Linked DNA regions of Sus scrofa: region 2 is linked to region 1. Evidence: chromatin contacts called from public HiChIP or PLAC-seq data. All regions are on one chromosome and are shown on one strand. Each heading gives the region's core, a stretch centred on a gene start, on an enhancer-like site or on the middle of the called end of the contact. The rest is flanking DNA. Distances are from core to core; before and after follow the strand shown. Region 1 overlaps RABEP1 (rab GTPase-binding effector protein 1). Region 2 has its middle 31 kb from the start of RABEP1.

Evidence for each region. HiChIP or PLAC-seq counts read pairs in DNA pulled down with a chosen protein or histone mark.
Region 2: an H3K27ac HiChIP or PLAC-seq map of alveolar macrophages shows a contact between it and region 1. The contact joins two enhancer-like sites. A contact is called at or near these places in 1 of 47 Hi-C or Micro-C datasets (embryonic fibroblasts) and 1 of 2 datasets of contacts at active chromatin or transcription factors (alveolar macrophages).

The regions. Positions count from the first base shown.
Region 1 is chr12:51,785,791-51,792,602 of Sscrofa11.1, forward strand. All of the region lies in intron 2 of RABEP1 (rab GTPase-binding effector protein 1), which reads right to left. It overlaps SCIMP (SLP adapter and CSK-interacting membrane protein), which reads left to right. Exons shown (of 5, transcript XM_003358218.4): 3 at 280-343; 4 at 3,910-3,983; 5 at 6,547-6,812. The coding sequence ends at 6,755. Among named protein-coding and RNA genes, the nearest start is that of ZNF594, 16 kb to the right of the region's middle. Within about 2 kb of position 4,316, at least 1 of the 83 cell types and tissues checked has an H3K27ac peak or open chromatin away from gene starts, as enhancers often do. A contact at or near this core is called in alveolar macrophages, where this site is marked.
Region 2 is chr12:51,886,271-51,893,082 of Sscrofa11.1, forward strand. No RefSeq gene overlaps it. Among named protein-coding and RNA genes, the nearest start is that of RABEP1, 31 kb to the left of the region's middle. Within about 2 kb of position 2,506, at least 17 of the 83 cell types and tissues checked have an H3K27ac peak or open chromatin away from gene starts, as enhancers often do. A contact at or near this core is called in alveolar macrophages, where this site is marked.

The sequences.
Region 1 (6,812 bases), core at 3,066-5,565:
CCCATTCGACCAATATTTCTGAGTGCCAACTGCGTGCTAGGTAGGCACAGTACGAAGCAGTGAGGAAACAGACACAGCCCACTGTGGCTTAGTGCCCAGGCTCTGTAGTCAGACGGCTCTACCACTTATTAGCTCTGTGTCCCAGCCTGAGTCTGTTTCCTCTGGCTGGTTCTTCTTCCAAGTGTCCTGAGCCCACCTAGTCTCTGATCCCTTCCAAACTCTAAAAATCACATCTTTTGCTAATTCTCCCTAAACGAATATGTTTATTGGTTTCCTTAGGCAACAAATGGGCAGTTGCCAAGCCCTTGAAGCAACAGCAGAGGGATGAAGAAAAGACATATGAGTAAGTGTGTGGGGGGAATCCTTCTGCTTTTTGATGATGAGAACTGCCCTTCTACTTCCATCCTTGCGCCTACGCCGCGGTGCTAGTGTGACTTAAGCTCCAGGGAGATGTCCTGCCTGGCAACCCTCTCCACTGTGAGGGGAGAGGCCTCAGGGCTGTGGGGGTACAGGGCGCCATCTGGCTCACTCTGCTTCCAGGCACCCCCTTGTCTCATCTAGTTTGATAGAGGTCACAGGTCTGGTGCTGTGTTCTTGGCCCACCGCTTGCGGCTAAGTTTGCTCATCTTTTCTTTAGGTGGATGACACGTATAGTCCTCCAAAAGCCATGGTGCTAAACAAAAACATGCTATTTACTTTTGTATTTCATGATACCTTTGAGGCTCTAGGATTGCTATCTGTGTCGGGGGTTCCCAAGACCGCCTTTAGGCTGGATTATTTGCTAGAAGGACTCACAGGACCCAGAAAAGGGGATGGGTTATTATCGCAAAAGGATACTGATTAAACTCAGCAAAGGGAAACGGCATATAGGGTGGGGTCCAGGAGGGGCCAGGTGCAAGCCTGCAGCTGTCCTAACCCTGGGGAATCACACAGACAGCGCTTAATTCCCCCACGTTGATGGGTGACACATTACCAACCACGTTCCAAACCACACAAGCCTTGGTTTCTAGGGTTTTTACTGGCGGGAGTCACACAGCAAAGAGCATCTGCGTGACCTACTTGAGCTACCCTGGAGGAGTCTCCAGCCCCTCCAGAGGCCACACTGATACAGCATGACCCAGGGTCCCAGGCAAACGCCGTGGGTATTCACCATCAGTCACACTGTTAGCCTAAGCTATCTGGCTGGCCCAAGGCCCCGGTATACACATGCAGCACAGTCCAAGGGTTTACAGATTAGCTCCCAGAAGGTGGTCAAGGGATGGAGGCACCATCTAAGTACTTGCTTTGGCAGGATAGATACTAAAGCTGGAATGATACAGAGAAAATGGACGCGGTCCCTGTTCAAGGATGACATGCAAATTTGTGACACGGTCCATATTTTTTTGCAACTAGAGATTATCATATGAAGGGAGGTAAATCAGAAAGAGAAGGAAATACCATATGATATCACCTATATGTGGAATCTCAAATATGTCACAAATGAACCTGTCTACAAAAGAGAAACAGGCTCACAGACATGGAGTACAGACTCGTGGTTGCCAAGAGGGAGGGAGTAGGATGGACCGGGAGTTTAGGGTTAATAGATGCAAAGTATTACATTTAGAATAGACAAACGCCAGGGTCCTACTGTACAGCACAGGGAACTATTTCCAACCTCCTGGGATAGACCACAATGGAAAATAATATATATTGAAAAAAATGTATATATAAAAATAAAAAATAAATAAAATGTATGCACTGTCTAAAACAACATCTATGCCTTTTTAAAAAATGAATTTGCTGGGGCTCCAGGGATCCAGCAAATGACAGACCTCTTCCTCACCAATTCTGATCCCCTTGAGGAGTAAGACAAACGTGCCATGGAGTTAGATAACCAGAATATTGCCTCTCTTGAGAATAAAAGTGGCATTGCAGAATGGAGCTCTTCTCCATGGCCAAGTGCATTTCCTAATGCAAAACCGGACCAACTTTCCCCCACAGACAGCCCTGGACAGCTTCAGGTGTCCCCCACAGGGCAGGGCTCTTTCTCTGAATGGCAAAGACAAGCAGAATATATGCCTTCTGCAGTCGGGTAGGTTCTGCAGGAGAAAGTGGGAGAAGCTAGATTTTTCCCAAAGTCAGCGAAATGTCTCTCCTCTCCTGAGAAGAGCCACAGAGGGGTGGAGAGAGGCCACTCATGGAGCTCTTGCCACGTGTCCCCTCTTCCACTCACCCCAACAACCTAAAAATGCCTATGCATTCCCAGGGGACTTAACCACACATGGGAGGCCGGAACTGGGCTCAGAAGAATCGAGTCCCAGTGTGGAAATCAGGGTACCTGGGGGGATGGGGAGTCTGGGTAAGGAGTATTCGTAGAGTCTATCTTTTTGCTAGAATTTCTTACTGAAGTATAACATGACTACAGAAAAATGCACAGCTTCAGCGTCCCACTCGATGAATTTCCACAAACTGAAGAGACCTGGTAGCTGGCACCCAGATCAAGAAACAAAATTACCATCACCTCAACCCCACATGTTCTCATTCAGCCACTGCATCCAAAGGATAACCACTATCTGACATAATCTAGGCTCATTTTCCTTGTTTTTATGTTTTACATACATGGAACTGTTCAGTCTATTTTGTTTGGTGTTTGGCTTCTTCTGTCCACCATTTTTTGTGAGATTCATCATGGGTAGTTGTAGATTGATCGGGGTTTTTTTTGTTTGTTTGTTCATTTGGTTTTGTTTTTGTTTTTAGGGCCGAACCCTCAGCATATGAAAGTTCCCAGGCTAGGGGCGAACTCAGAGCTGTAGCTGCCGGCCTACACCACAGCCACAGCAACGCCAGATCCAAGCCGTGTCTTCGACCTACACCCCACACCTCGTGGCAACAATGGATCCTTAACCCACTGAGCAGGGCCATGGATACTAATCCTCATGGATACTAGTCGGGTTCATTACGGCTGAGCCACAACAGGAACTCTGATTGTTCATTCTTGTTGCCATGGGGCATCCCATTGGGGGCGAGAACCATGATGAAGGGGTCCATTCTACTGCTGATGGGTGTTCGTGAAGTATCCGGTTTGGGGCTGTTATGAATAGTGCTGCCGTAACATTCTAGGAATGTGTCTTTTGGTGATGACCAGAACATATATACCCAGTACTGCTGTCATATAGTGTATGTACATTTAGCATGAGGAGAACATCTTTTTACAAATCCAACTACATCGGCTTTAGGGAGTTCTCTGGTGGCTCAGTGAGTTAAGGATCCTGCGTTGTCACTGCTGTGGCTCGGGTTCAATCCCTGGCTGAGGAACTTCTGCATGTTTTGGGCTCAACCAAAAACAAACAAACAAACCAACAAACCAAAATACACCTGCTGCTTACCTGCCCCTCCTGACCCACTCAGGTGAGCAAGGATGATGAGCTTCATGCTCTAAATGCTTTAACTTCCTTCCCTCAAATCCATTGTTCCCTGGGCTCAAGGAAATGGTTTCTTTCTTTCTTTTTTTTGGTCTTTTTGCCATTTCTTGGGCCACTCCCACGGCATATGGAGGTTCCCAGGCTAGGGGTAGAATCGAAGCCATAGCTGCCCGCCTACGCCAGAGCCATAGCAACACGGGATCCGAGCCGCATCTGCAACCTACACCACAGCTCACGGCAATGCCAGATCCTTAACCCACTGAGCAAGGCCAGGGATTGAACCCACAACCTCATGGTTCCTAGTTGGATTCATTAACCACTGAGCCATGACGGGAACTCCAAGGAAATGGTTTCTTTAGAGTGCCACTTAGAAAGGGAAGGAAATGCTTCCAGTTTTTAGGGATCAAGATTTGAGTGTTCAACTCTGTCCACGTTCCTTGATGTTTTCCTTTATTTGGTAGGCACGATCAAAACCAAACACTAACTCCTCTTCTTCCTCTCTCTCCAGGAATGTTACCGACCAGTTCTCAGTTCAGTTACCCCCTCTGCCACCCAGGGGTATGCTTTCTCCAGAAAAAACCTGTGAGTATATTTTGCGGATAACCATCTCATTCAGGACAGGATGACAAATTTATCTAGGTGTCTTGGTCAGCTCAGGCTGCCCACAAAACAAGAGCATAGACAATATGGCTTAAAGAACAGCGATTTTTCTCACAGTTCCGGAAGCTAGAAACCCAAGTGCAGGAGTTCCTGTTGTGGCTCAGTGGGTTAAGAACCAGACATAGTGTCTATGAGGATGTGGGTTCTATCCCTGGCCTCACTCGGTGGGTGAAGGATCCAGTGTTGCCCCAAGCTGTGGTGTAGGTGGCAGATGCAGCTCTGATTCAACCCCTAGCCAGGGAACTTCCATATGCCGTGGGTTCAGCCCTAAAAGAGGAAGAAGAAGAAGAAGTCCAAGGTCAAGGTGCCAGCCGATCTGATTTGGTTTCTGGTGAGGACTCTTCCCGGCTTGCAGAGGACCAGACCCTTCTCTCCATGACCTCACGTGAAAAGGCGAGAGCTCTCTGGGGTCTTTTTTTGTTTGTTTTTTTGTCTTTTTAGGGCCACACCCATGGCATAAGAAAGCTCCCAGGCTAGGGGACGAATCAGAGCTGCAGCTGCCAGCCTAAACCACAGCCACAGAAATGTGGGATCCGAGCCACATCTGCAACCTATACCACAGCCCATGGCAATGCTGGATCCTTAACCCACTGAGCAAGGCCAGGGATCGAACCTCACGGAGACTAGTCGGGTTCCTAACCCTCTGAGCCACAGTGGGAACTCCTTGTGTCTCTTCTTATAAGAGCACTAATCCTATTGGATCAGGGCCATACTCTTATGACTGTATTTAACCTCAGCCCCTTCCCTGAAGGCCCCATCTCTAAATACGACCACACTGGTGGTTAGAGCTTCACCATGTGAGTTCCGTGAGGACGCAAACACCCAGTCTGTAACACTGGAATCTGCGGATGGTAGCAACCTGTTTTTAAAGAGATGGATTAAGAAAAGGGGGAAGAAAAAGTCCCGATGCTCCCAATGTTCAATGTGTGAATTCATATTCCAATTCCTTGCAGCGTGGGTATAAAGGACCTTGGGGGTGTCAAGGACCTTGGGCCTCTCATATTTCCTTTTTTTTTTTTTTTTGTCTTTTTGCCATTTCTTGGGCCGCACCTATGGCATATGACAGTTCCCAGGCTAGGGGTCGAATTGGAGCTGTAGCCACCGGCCTACGCCACAGCCACAGCAACACGGGATCCAAGCCGCATCTGCAACCTACACCACAACTCATGGCAACGCCGGATCCTGAACCCACTGAGCAAGGGCAGGGATCGAACCCGCAACCTCATGGTTCCTAGTCGGATTCATTAACCACTGTGCCATGACAGGAACGCCTCTCGTTATTTCTTATCAGAAAAATTCTGACGGGTCCCTTTGACTGGAATCTTCTTCCTCTGGTTCTACACAGACTGGCTTGACCTCACCCTTTAGGGGTCAGCTCTAATGTCACCACGTCAGAGAGGCCACTCCTGACCATCCTATCTAAGGAAATGCTGCTAATTTTCTTTATGAAGCTTGTGGAAATTACCCCCCATGGTCTTCTTGAGTTATCCTTCATTTGTTCATTATCTAGTTCCTCCAGGAAACAGGCACCTCTCGTGTCTTGTTCACCACTGTTTATCCATCCCTAAGAACAGTGCCTTCCACTTAGTAGGGAATGAATGAAAAGGTTTTGATCGAAGGGATAATTAATAATGTTAGCGAACACGTACTGAGCAGGTGCTGTGTGTCAGGCCCCATGGTAGGCACCTCATAGGCACCATCTCTATCCTCGTGACAACTCTATGAGGCAGCTACGTTGCTGGAGCCCTCAGACAGAGGAGGACAGGGAGGCACAGAGAAGCTAAGTGACTTACCCATGGTCACACAACTAGTGATGGCCTGAACATGAACTTGGATCTAACTGTAGGACTTGGCAGGAGATGAAATGGTGGGTCATTTTCCAGGTTCTCTTACGAAAAGATAAGACAGTGGTGCAGAAGTTCCAGGCCCCATCAAAGGAGGAGCTGAGCTGTTTCATTATCCTCTTCCCACCACGTTCATCTCTTGGCTCTGTTGCCATCCTCCACCAGTTCCACCTTTTGGAAACATCACTGCCCCCTTCCTCCTTAGGAGAGCGATTTCGGACCTGAGCAATTGGATAGTTCTGGAAAGCAGGGTTAGTCATTGTGAGGGATGTGCCCACAAGGACATAGGGTTTGTATCACTTCCTTAGGAGAATTAGGATCTGAAGACACAACGCTACTCATTTGACTGTCAGCTCTGGTCAGCCTCGTGTCTAAGCTTCTGCTTCCTGGGTCCCACTGCAGGGCAGTCTTAGGAAGGGACATGGGAGTCAAGACGTCTGACCAATATTGGCCACTTACTCACTTGGGTGAGCTTGAGGCCATCAGGACTGGGCCTCTGGTGAGTTTCCTCTGTAAGAGGGGGAGCTGGTCCACCAAGAAGTGAAACAATCACTGAAACCCATGAAAATCAGGCAGAGCCACTTGGTCAAAAATATACAAACACGATAGCTTTGCATCTAATACCTTTTTGTGTATTCTAGCCCCACAGGAAACCCCAAGTCTACCACCAGCCGCCTACTCATCGGTAAATAAAGTTCGAAATAAGAAGATAGTTGCCGTCCCAAGCTACGTGGAGCCTGAGAATGACTATGATGACGTCGATGTCCCTGCCAGGATGGAAAATCATCATCTTGAAACAGCCATTTCTTCTTTTTGGCAAGCGGAAGAGGGTTCCCACAACTTGTTTTAAAACCAAGAATGGTTGACCATCAGTAGGTATCTGGGTCCCTGGTTGACCATCAGTACG
Region 2 (6,812 bases), core at 1,256-3,755, 99 kb after region 1:
CTTTCTTTTTTTTTTTTAAGGGCTGCACCCATGGCATATGGAGGTTCCCAGGCTGGGTGTCGAATCAGAGCTACAGCTGCCTAGACCACAGCCACAGCGACGCCAGATCCAAGCCGCGTCTGCGACCTACACCAGAGCTCAAGGCAACGCCGGATCCTTAACCCAATGAGCAAGGCCAGCGATCGAACCCACAACCTCATGGTTCCCAGTCGGATTCGTTTCCACTGCACCACGAGGGGAACTCCAGGATGGCTTCTTTACGTCTCTCATAAACTCAGCAACTCAACAATTTAGTCCAATGTCTAGAGCTCAATAAATCTAACCTCCAAACCTCAGGCTGTTTGTCTGTCTTCTTCCCGTCTGCCCTCAGCATTCCAGCAACACAATGCTGCTTTCGGGGGTGCCCTGTCTCCATGGCTACTGTCCTGAACTCCCCCTCGGGCACAGGGGAGCACTCCAGGCGTTGCTGATGGCAAACTGTGGTGTTCTTTTCACGGAAACATAAAACCTGCCGAGGATGCGCAGTGAAGCTTTCCAAGTGCCTCGCCCCCTCCCCTGAGCCTTCCTTCCCCCCTTGCAAAGCTGTAGAGAAGCAGGAACAGACCCCCCCCACCTTGCGGTTCCTCTGATTGTCCAGCCCTCCATAGAAAATCTTATTATTTGTTTGTCAGAACGGAAACAAAATAAATGTCCTTAAAAGGAGACAAGCAGCTGCAGAGGAGGACGAGGCTCGCCCACGCAGCCTCCTCCCGACCCCAATCCCTGTACCAAGCAAAGCACCAACAGACGAGCTCAGCCTGTGCCCGGGGAGCACCCCAAAGAAGGGTGTCTGCAGTCTGTCCCCTCCCTGAAAGAAGGCACGGCTGGGAAAAGCTCCCTTTCCCTGCAGGCGTCCCTCTGGTGCCACATGCAGGTGCTGTGAAAAGGAAAAGGTACTGTGACACAGGAAACAAGAGTTACTTGGGACACAGGGTGGCGAAACAGGCCGAGGGCCAGCAGCTCTCGGCTGCACCGGGCTCAGCAGAGCATCACAATCAGAGCCGCAGGCGTCTTTCCCCTTTCACTCTGCTACCTACCATATCTCACCTGTCTCCCTGTAACATCTCAACCACTTTCACCTGATGACCAGCCTCACCCGATGGAATTTAAAAACCTATACACCAAAGACCTTCGGTGTAGATAGAAGTGCTTAGGAAAGGCAAGCCCGGAGAGAGTCACTAGCCGTGGTTTTCCAAAAAGACAAACAAGTAAGGAAATATTTACATACAGGGGCCATAAAATATAAGTTCAATCTTCACGTATTCTGTATCCGCTCCTCCCAAAACTGGGCCTCAGGGTCTTTCGGGTTTTCTAAAAGGCTCGAAGAGCTTTTCTCACTGATATTAGCAGGCTATTTTCATAATTCTAAGAATCGTTTGTCTGTAACCTCCAGCCCGTGACTGTTGCAGAAACCTACATTGGTTTGAGTGTTTGGTACAGAAAACTGTCTTCAACATAGACAAACAGAATTGTGGTTGCCAAGGGGAGGGGGGTGGAGGTGGAAGAGAGACGCTGTGGGAGGCTGGGGTTAGCAGATGCAAACTGCTATATGTGGGTAAACAAGGTTGCTCAGTATAGCACAGGGAACTCTATGCAATGTCCTGTGATGAACTTAATGGAAAAGAGAATAAAAAGAATGCGTGTTTAACCGAATCGCTTTGCTGTGCGGACAAAATTAACACAACACTGCACATCAACTATACCTGAACAAAAAAAAAAACTCTGTTGTTCACTTAAATTGGAAACCATTAATCATCACAGCACGTTGACTTTACTCAAGGCCCTGCTCATTATTAACCCTCTGTGACATCACTGCTCTCGCTCCAATAATTCCACCTACAGAGAAACCTCTGTCGGCTCCCAGGAACCTACCCAGAGACATTCCTTCTTGTAAAAACCAATCAGGGGCAAATTAACAACTAAATCTCTGTGATAACGTGGAAAGCGCAATGCAGAATCTTCCTTTTCCAAACTCATCTGCACACCCAAACCAGGGAATCTGTGCAAATATCTAGGACAATAGAAAGCTCTCTGGGAGGAGTTTATGATGCACCCATGGTTTGATCACAGCAGATGTGGGGATGGGGGAAGGAGCCACTAAGTCAGGGAGAGAAAAATTCATATTACGTGTTAGTGTTTGGATACTGGTGACAGCATCCTGCCCCGACCCTTTCTGAAGAAGTGGACTAGTCATTAACGCCGACAGTGTGCCAGGCTAAGTGCTCACTGACTCCTCAACATAACCTTGGGAAGTAGGTACTATTATTCCCATTTACTGTTGGGGAAACTGATGCACAGAAAGCTTAAGGAACTTGCTCAGAGTCCCACTGGCTCAGAGTCCATGTCATCGGCCATGACCCTTTACTGAATAAAAGGGAAGCTTTCAGTCAACAAATATTGTGCATCTACCATAAATGAGGTAATAAGGGAGTGCCACAAATAAATATGACCTTTGGGAGTTCCCTGATGGCTCAGCAGGTTAAGGCTCTGGTGTTGACACGCTGTGGCGGGGGTCATTGCTATGGTGTGGGTTCCCTGGCCCAGGGAAATTCCATATGCCATGGGTGAGGCCAAAAAAATGAACTTTGGTCTCAAGGAGGGGAAAGTTAACGGGCATAGTTTATAGGAGAAATAAGAGAAGCACATACGTAAACAGTGAAGCAGAAGAAGACTAAGTTTCCTAAGAAGGTATAAGCATTTTCCCGTGGGTTCAGAGCAAAGACGAGATACCCCACATCTGGTTTGGAAGATGAAGGCTTCACTCAGGAGATGGGATCTGAGCTGGATGGCAAAGGAGAGCAGTGTTTTGACCAGGAGATAGTTGCGGAAGGACAGACATGGTTCTAGGCCAGGCGGGGAAAAGACATAATGTGTCAGGGAGTCTCGTTTGGCCTGTGGGTCCTCCTGCAGGCCCATGTGGATCAGAGGAGCGAGGCAGGACCAGGGCTCCTGACGTGCGTCCTGGCCCCTTCCACCACTCTTCACCGCCTTGTCAATCACAACATCCACTTGTTGGGAGTTCCCTTTGTGGCTCAGTGGTTAACAAATCTGACTAGGAACCATGAGGTTGCGGGTTCCATCCCTGGCCTTGATCAGTGAGTTAAGGATCCAATGTTGCCGTGAGCAGTGGTATAGGTCGCAGACGCGGCTTGGATCCCGCGTTGCTGTGACTCTGGCGTAGGCCGGTGGCTACAGCGCCGACTGGACCCCTAGCCTGGGAACCTCCATATGTCGTGGCAGCAGCCCAAGAAACGGCAAAAAGACAAAAAAAAAAAAAAAAAAAAAATCCACTTGTTAATGACTCCGGCTTCTGCGGTTCATAGAACCTGCCTGGGCCTCAAGGCCTTTGGTTTGGAAGGAAGCAACTCCTTCCCGGGCCCCTCCCTTCGGCTGGAGGTGGACTTCCAGCTCTGGCCCGTTGCCAAGAAACCAAGAGTAACCTGATGCTACCCTTATGCTGCCCTTGTAGTATCTGCCACACCCGCCTTGATAGAATCCTTTTATAAGCCTCATGATGGCTTCTCCCTCCTGCTCATCTTTGTCAGAGGAGACTCTGGGCCTGACTCCAAGAGGAATAGCTTCAGGCCCTAACCTCAGAGTCCAGAGCCAAGGGGAGACGACCAACACAGATGCAGAACTGCATTATTCACATGGTCCATGCGGTGATAGAGAGGTGCCAGGGCAGGCTGGAAAAGAAAAGCGTCCCCAACCCAGACTGAGGGACTCAAGGTCTCCTGAGACAACAGTAGCTGAGCTGAGACTCAGGGGTGACAGGAGGCAGCCGGTGAAGGGCTGTGAGGTGCGGAGGACCTTCCAGGAAAGACACGGGAGCACAAAACAATGTGGTGGATGTTACGGACGGCAAACAATGTGGTGGGAGGCAGAGCGCGCCAGAGAGAAGGCAGGAGAGGAAGACAGAGGCATTCAATACGGCTCCGTGTCATCCAAAACACACAGCGAAATAACTTCTATGCAGTAGATCTCTATAGTTAAATAAATATACAGTAAAATGATGGGTTAAACGGTCTCTAAAGGTCCTTGTAGTCCCCAAAGTCCCTTACAGTCCTGCTGCTTTAGTCCTACCTGAGATTCGAGTTCCAAAGATTGCGAGTTTCTTTTGTCTTTTTAGAGCCACAGCCATTGCATATGGAAGTTCCCAGGCTGGGGTCAAATAGGAGCTATAGCCACCAGCCCACAACACAGCCACAGCCACAGCCACGCCAGATCCGAGCCGAGTCTGCAACCTATACCACAGCTCACAGCAACACCAGATCCTTAACCCACAGAGCAAGGCCAGGGATTGAACCTGTGTCCTCATGGATACTAGTCAGATTTATTTCCACTGAGCCACGACAGGAATCCAAGACTGCAAGTTTCTAATGGGAAATATCAAACCTCATCTCTGGACTTATTATCCAGAGAAGTACTTATTCGGGGTGGGGGAATGATATTAAACCCACCTGAAAGGTAAGTTATATTGTTTGCTGGATTTGCTCTGCCCCTGGGTGAGGTGTCAAAACTGGACCCTGTGGTAGAGGCAACCCCATGGAGGGGTAACAAGTGTGGCCCGGGAGTTCCCGTCATGGCACAGCAGAAACAAATCTGTCTGGTATCCATGAGGACACAGGTTCGATCCCTGGCTCAGTGTGGCATAGGCCAGCGGCTATTGCTCCAATTGGACCCCTAGCCTGGGAACCTCCATGTGCCGCGGGTGCAGGCCTAAAAAGACCAAAAAAAAAAAAAAAAAAAAAAAAGGTGTGACCCTTTACAGCCACCTGGTTGAAGCAGGAGAATAAAGGTGAGCAAGAGAAGGTCAGGCCGGAGCTCTTGCTGTGGGACAGTGGGTCAAGGATCCAGCGTTGCTGCAACGGTGGCACAGGTTGCAGCTGTGGCTCAAATTTGATCCCCGGCCAGGGATCTTCATATGCCATGGGTGTGGCCATTTAAAAAAAAAAAAAAAAAAGATAAGGATCAGGCTGATTTGGGCTTATCTCCTCTGAGGTCTGAGGCCAGTGCTGCTGAGACAAGAGGCGATGCTGCCGACGACAGAGCAGAGGGCAAACTGCAGGAAGGTGGCAGTGCTCACCCGCCATCACTTTGTTAGGCGACACACGTGGGAGAAGTCACTGAAATCAGCATGAAGTGTTTACCCCACGCACCATGGTTCACGAACTGAGGGTCTTCACGGTGCCAACCCCGAGGGCAGTATTTACAAGGCTGCAAGGCTTTGTGTCACCCTCGATACCCTCCCACAACACTAGGATGTTAAATGCCTTCAGAATAAAAACCCCAGCAATTGCCCAGGGTTCTAGGTACGTTGCGGCTAATAGGTAAGGCAATTAGGGGAAGGAGGGGACAAAGGAGGGGATCAAGAATCCTTACTGTTGCCCCTCCCGCCCACCTGGACTGGATATTATGAGGGCCATTAGGACACATCATCTTGGAGTTCCCGTCCTGGCGCAGCGGGAATGAATCTGACTAGTATCCACGAGGACACAGGTTCAATCCCTGGCCTCGCTCAGTGGGTTAAGGATCCAGCGTTGCCATGAGCTGTTGCGTAGGTCGCAGACACAGCTCGGATCCTGTGTTGCTATGGCTGTGGTGTAGGCCGGCAGCTGTAGCTCCAATTCAAGCCCTAGCCTGGGAACCTCCATATGTCGTGGGTGCAGCCCTAAAAAGACAAAAAACAAAAAAACAAAAAGGAAGCATCATCTTTCTTGGCTGCAGAATGAGAACAGCCTTAGCCAGCCCACCCCCAAACTCAGCGACTCCCCATTTAGGAAGTGCTTGCCCCCAGGGTGCTGTGTTCTGGGGCACACAGTGGGTGCCACAGGGTTAGGCAGGAACTGGTTAAGGCACCGGTGAGTCCATCCCTCAAGAGGCACAGGGGTTCTCCAGGCGAGATGGGCATGTCAGACCCCTGGTCCTTTGGCTCGTCCCCCAGGGCCAGCACTCCTGTGCCTTGTCCCCCAGCTTCTGCTCTTCTGTGAAAAATCTACAGCCAAACCCAAAGTGTGAGGCACTTCTCGCTGAGACCTGGGGTGACCTTGCTTCCCATGCACCGCTGCCGTCTCACCCAGCAGGGAACCAGCGAAACCGAGGGGACGCGTCAGAAATTCCCACCTGCTGCGGAAATCAAGCACTGTGACCTACCTTCACGAGCCAGGCTCGCTTTAACTGTTTTCGACAAAAACGTGCAGGTCTCCTACGCTTCGTGGAGCCTCAACAAGACGTTTGCCCCCATCCTTGTCCAGACACTTGGAGGCAGGTGTGTCCTGTTTGAGCCGGAACCGGTGAAGACTGGTTGAGACCCCCTGACCCTGCGTCCGCGCATGCGCGGGCGGCCGCTCAGGTTCCCTAGTTCGCTCAGGTTCCTAGATGGATTGTTTCCACTGCACCACAACGGGAACACCACAGGCATGACATTTTCATAAATAAGTAAATAAAAATACCTGGTCACAGTCTACTCCCCATCCCTCTTCTTGTGGGTCTTGCCTCTCTCGCTGTAGCCTCTCTAGCATCTGCCTCTCTTCGCCTACAGAATTCTATTTCTAAGACACATGGTTGCTTCACTCTCAAACGCATTCCCAGAGAAGCACCTGCGCTTTATTTTCCTTCCCCTTCTCGGCAAGGCCCCTCTCCCATAGGGGACTTTGTCTATACATTATTGTGATTCTTCTTCTCTTTCTTCTTCGTCATTTCAAAAACATATAAACCGGAGTTCCCGTCGTGGCTCAGTGGTTAATGAATCCGATTAGGAAGCATGAGGTTGC